2 separate regions of the Macaca mulatta genome follow, and region 1 is linked to region 2. A link is a contact called in public Hi-C data. All regions are on one chromosome and are shown on one strand. Each heading gives the region's core, a stretch centred on a gene start, on an enhancer-like site or on the middle of the called end of the contact. The rest is flanking DNA. Distances are from core to core; before and after follow the strand shown. Region 1 holds the start of TRMT10C (tRNA methyltransferase 10C, mitochondrial RNase P subunit). Region 2 holds the start of ZBTB11 (zinc finger and BTB domain containing 11).

What was found. Hi-C and Micro-C count contacts between places; a contact is called where the count stands out from the background.
Region 1: a Hi-C map of CD4 T cells shows a contact between it and region 2, with 4 times the contacts expected there. The contact joins the promoter of TRMT10C here to the promoter of ZBTB11 in region 2. A contact is called at or near these places in 5 of 14 Hi-C or Micro-C datasets (CD4 T cells, blood, cortical neurons and 2 more).

What each region holds. Positions count from the first base shown.
Region 1 is chr2:182,019,289-182,021,988 of T2T-MMU8v2.0, reverse strand. TRMT10C (tRNA methyltransferase 10C, mitochondrial RNase P subunit) reads left to right here and starts at 1,283. Exons shown (of 2, transcript XM_015129663.3): 1 at 1,283-1,418. It also overlaps the pseudogene LOC106996647.
Region 2 is chr2:181,917,839-181,920,576 of T2T-MMU8v2.0, reverse strand. It overlaps ZBTB11 (zinc finger and BTB domain containing 11), which reads right to left and starts at 1,463. Exons shown (of 11, transcript XM_002808309.4): 1 at 936-1,463. The coding sequence starts at 1,245.

The sequences.
Region 1 (2,700 bases), core at 34-2,533, 100 kb before region 2:
CGTCGTGATCTGCCTGTCTCGGCCTCCCAAAGTGCTGGGATTACAGACATGAGCCACCGCGCCCGGCCCAAAAGTATTTCAATTTTATGAAGCCCAATTTGTATATTTTTTCTTATGTTGCCTATGATTTTGGTGTCATACTTATGAAATCTACCAAATCCAATGTCATGAAGATTTTCCTCTATGTTTAATTCTGTTTTATAGTTTTCACTACACTATTTTATTTAAGTATTTGACTCATTTTGAGTTAGTTTTTATATATGGTGTTAGGTAAGGGTCCAACTTCACTCTTCTCATGTGTATATGCAGTTTTCCCAGCACAAACTGTCGAAAAGATTGACCTTTCCCCAGTAAATGGTCTTGTACCATATGTTTTTAAGATGACAGCTAAACTAAAATAATTGAAAACATAAAAACACTGTGCTAGCTAAACAAAATATGTGGAGGCTGGATTTTGACCCAAAGGCCACCAATTTATTTACAACAGTGTTTTAACTTCATTTCACATTAAATTTTCCAAATGAACTAGGAGGAGAGAGAAACTTACTGTGGCTTACCATGTTCCAAGCATAGTGACAGGTACTGGTGATAAACTGGTCAAAAAGATTAAGAGTTTAAAGTCCTAGCGTCAGGGAGTTTGAAGCTGAGTAAGAAGATCTGTGGAAAAAAACACACTTTATTTTAGTACTTGGTCAGCAAATGTTTATAAATACGGAGCCCAAGAGGAGAGTCAGTTGAGAACAGGATTAGGAACAGTTTTTGTTTGGCTTTTTGAGACGGAGTCTCACTCTGTTGCCCAGCCTGGAGTGCAGTGGCGTGATCTCGGCTCACCGCAACCTCCGCCTCCCGGGTTCAAGTGATTCTCCTGCCTCAGCCTCCTGAGTAGCTGGGACTACAGGCGCGCGACACTACACCTGGCTAATTTTTGTGTTTTTGGTAGAGACGGGATTTCACTATGTTGGCCAGGCTGGTCTCGAACTCCTGACCTCAAGTGATCCGCCCGCCTCAGCCTCCCAAACCGCTAGAATTACAGGCGTGAGCCACCTGGCCGGCCCAGAGACAGTTTTTAGGATAAATGGAGGAAAACACAACACAACACAACATAGGTACAAATCCATGACAACTAAGAGCGTAGTCTGCAAGTACCCAACTGCCTACAGACACCTGTCTAGTCTACGGCGCTTCTTTCAGCCGGGAAAGCGTTCTTTGCGTGCTGTGACATAAAAAAGCAGCGCCGGAAGGGAGAGGGCGGAACTTCCGCCTGAGCCCCAGCAACCGCTTTGGTCTATCGTGTGGAATGTTGGGTGAGCTGCGTGCTGGCTTCGGCGCGGGTCACTGGGCGTCCATACGGCGGAGTCCTTCGTCCTCTAGGGTCCCTGCACTTTGCGTCAGCTAGAACCACTATCTTTGCACTCCTGGTAAGCGAGTTTCTTCTTTCTCCTAATGTGTGTGTTGGGGGTGGGAGGACGCCGGAGACGTTCCGGGACGCACTTAGTGGAGCATATGCGCTCGGAAGGTCCAGAGGTAAGAGGAAGCCCAGTGAATAATAAACTGTAACTAGTACAGTACCTTAAACAAAATCAGTGGTTCCTGAAACGATGTCCTTGATTGCTTTTTGCAAGTGGGGTTTTCATTTCTGTGGTATTCTAAGTCTTTACCAGTTACAAGAATAAAACTTTTAAAACTCTTTCTGAAATCAATGTTTATTAGACTGGTGCCTGGGGACTCCAGCTTAAATATTTCGGGGATTTTAAAGTAAATTGTTTTCTCTTTAAAGGGAGGCTGAGCAGGGCGCGGTGGCTCACGCCTGTAATCCCAGCACATTGGGAGGCCGAGGCGGGCGGATCACGAGGTCAGGAGATCCGAGACCATCCTGGCTAACACAGTGAAACCCCGTCTCTACTAAAAATACAAAAGAATTAGCCGGGCGTGGTGGGCGCCTGTAGTGCCAGCTACTCGGGAAGCTGAGGCAGGAGAATGGCGTGAGCCCGGGAGGCGGAGCTGGCAGTGACCCAAGATGGCGCCACTGCACTCCGATACCCCTCAAAAAAATAATAAAGGGAGGCTGAACTTTTTTTCTTTTTTTTAATGTAAGAAGCATCGAGCAAGGATATTAGGAAAATATTTGCGTGATTACTGTGAGCCAATATTTATTGACAATATTTATTGTCAAGCATTGGATTCAATGTTAACATTATAGACAAAGTCCTTGTCCTCATGGACACTAGTTAGTCCTTACCATCTAGAGAGGCAAATAGATAACCAGCCAATTACAGTACAGTGTTAGAAGTACTGTCATAGGGACAAGAGTGCTGTGAAAACTAATGGTGGAATACTAAAGTGTGAGGTGAAGAGTAGCTAGAGATGCTGATGCTGCTGACCTGGCCGCAATAGGCTTAGAAATATATGTTGGGAACAATACCAATGGATAGCAATATCCCTTGAAACAACACTGAAGGAGGACCAGATTGTGAAGCAAAGGTAGAGGGGTTATTTCGATTTGTTGCATTTGAGGTGTTTTTTGTTTGTTTGTTTGAGACAGTCTTACTCTGTCGCCCAGACCGGAGTGCAGTGGTACAATCTCGGCTCACTGCAACTTCCGCCCCCCCCCACCCCCCCACCTTTTCAAGCAATTCTTCTACTTCAGCCTCACGAGTGGCTGGGATTACAGGTGCGCACCACCACACCTGGCTAATTTTT
Region 2 (2,738 bases), core at 214-2,713:
TGACAATCAAAAAGTCACAGTAATCATATCTTTTCTGCGTATATACAATGCTACACAGTTCCCAAACGCGTTTTTCACATTAGGGGAAAGATTATTAAAACATCCAGAGTTACGAATATCAAGCTGGGCGCCGTGGCTCATGCCTGAAATCCCAACACTTTGGGAGGCTGACGCGGGAGGATCGTTTGAGGCCAGATGGAGACCAACCTGGGGAACGTGGCGAGACCCGTGTCCACTCAACCAACCAACCTCCCCTCACCGCAAAACCAACCAACCAACCAACCAAAAAAAGAGTATCTGATATCTTTTACATTTAATTCTTGTTCTTAAAAAAACGCTCAAGGCGATTTCCCAATCACTGCTTATCACTTCTGCAAATAATTGTGTTATCCCTTATTTACGCGGCAGCGACGAAATTTGAGGAACACTACCGAATGTGTCCAGAGCAGCTCACACTTGCTCGCCAAAACCCAAGCGTAGCACTAAAGAAACGGGAGACCCGGCTTCGGGTGACTAGTTCCTCCCTCCAAACGTCAGCACAGAGTTGAAAACGTGCACCCCGCAGCCTTCACTGCCGCGGGCCAAACGCCACCTCCGGAGGGCCGGGGCCTCAGCCTCCACGGGCCGCCCAAGGAGGCGGACCTGGCGCAGCCCAGGCGTCCGGCCCCTCCCCGCGGCAGGCCCGGCCTCCGGGGAAGCCCCCTTGGTCCCACCCTGGGCCAGGACCCGCCCCCAGCTTCGCCGGCCTCCTTCCTGTGGGAAGTGCGGCTCCTTTCGCGTCCCCCACCCTCTCGGCTCCGCCTGGCAGCAGCAGCTCCGACGCCCAGAGGCGTCCGAGACCCTCCGACTCGTGGGTGCGCAAACAGGCCTCGCCAGCGAGCCTTGCCCAGGCAACGAGTCGCCAGCCCGACCCCTTACCGCGGGCCAGGTCTCACCTCGCCACCAGTACGTCTTGGACAGGTAGTGCCAGGTCTGATGCCGGGTGTGGTGAGTGCCGCCGGGACCCAGGTGCGCCGCCTCGATGAGGTCCCGGCGTCGCTCCGGCTGCAGCACCACCTCCAGCTCCGCGAAGGTCTTGCGGTGTCGCTGCCGCCGCTGGTAATACAGAGTCCCGCCGCGCACCACGTAGCAGGCGGCAGCTTTTCGGATTTTACGCTTGACATTGCCTTCGGTGCCCGGCGCGTATGGCTCGCGCTCGTTCGTCAGGTAACGCAGGATGGCCCGGTAGCTCTCCTCGCTTGACATCGCGGACCGCGGCTCCCTGAGGGCGCCTGTCAGGGACAGGTGAGAAAAACGGCCCACTACCTACGGGCGGCTGCAGCAGGAGCGGCGGCACCGCAGGGAGAAACGGCTGCGCCTTTGGCGAGCACTCTTCGACGGCTCCCTTAGTCCGAAGGAAAAGGGGACGAGTTGGTAACCAGGGGGAACTGCACTTCCCCAGCGCGCGGGATCCGCTGGCGACTGACAAAATGGCTGCTGCACCACCGGAAGTGACGCAAGCCAAGGGCGGGGACTGAGCCCTGATTGGAGCGCACTCTCGTTTTCTGGCTTGATGGAGCCGATCCAGTGACGTCAGGACTGCGGGTGGACATTTTGGAAGCGGGTAGGCCTTTCATTGCAACTCGAAAGGTCTTCAAAGCAGACATCTTAAGTCCTGGCAGTTTCTCTCTTCATTTTTCCCCTTTCCACGCTTTTTAAGGAGCCACGTGAAGGGGGAGCTGGTGGACAGTTGTGAGTTCATGGGAGACATCCGTAAGGGGTAAAGGAGTCCGTTTTTACGTTTACCTTGAGACTCCAGATATCATAAAAGCATATTTTCAGGCTTTTGGAAAAATATTAGTCTCTGGACAGGGGACCACAGACAGCCCATTCACATGGAAATTTAGATTTCAGTTAACAGTTGTAACATTTTCAGTGCACCTGCTAGCTCCAGACTACTCAAGGAAGAGTCGAGATTTTTCTGGAATGATCAGCATATGTAGTCAATCTTATTGCGAGTGGAAAAGGGGGTCAGTAACACTATTATAAAGCTTTATTTACATATATTTTTACACAAACGTAGGGGAAAAGGTTCTCCATTTTGCACCAAATATATATAAGGGCACAAGAAGGGGAGCAGACTTGAACTGTGTCTCCCAGCGCGTGCTGAGGATGCTAATTCAGATATTTAGCTGGTATTCCCGGAGCAGCGACCCCGGTCACCCTTCTCTGGAAGGAATCTGCAGCGCTCACAGGAGCCCAGGGCTGACATCCCTCCTCGGGGACTGGGGTTGGACACTGTCGCCTCTTTGTTAAAGCCAGAACATTTTAGGCCGAGGGCTCCAGCTGCAGAAACGGCCAGTACAGTTCTCCACCAGGGGATCTGTAGTCTCTGGGTGACGCCCTTTGACCCTTGTAGAAGTAGCTGACGGGCAGACAGGTGAATACAGTAGGCTCGAAAACAGAATGATACACCCAACCTCTGGTGTTAGGGGCGTGTTTCTGTGTGTGTGTGTACACGCAGCAGTTCCCAGATGGCCCGGACATCCTTGAAAAAGATTCCAGGTGCAGGGACATGAGCCATCAAGTCCCGAAAGAAAAACTACAGGCCTGGGACCTACTTAATTGCTGAGTTTGCCACTATAGCTCAAAGGAGGAATTTAAACATGGAGATGCACCTCTTCCCCCATGGGGTGGGGCAGTGAGAGCGGAAGACCAAATGCACCTTCTGTGCAGCTGGTCTACGTGTTGGGCCAGCC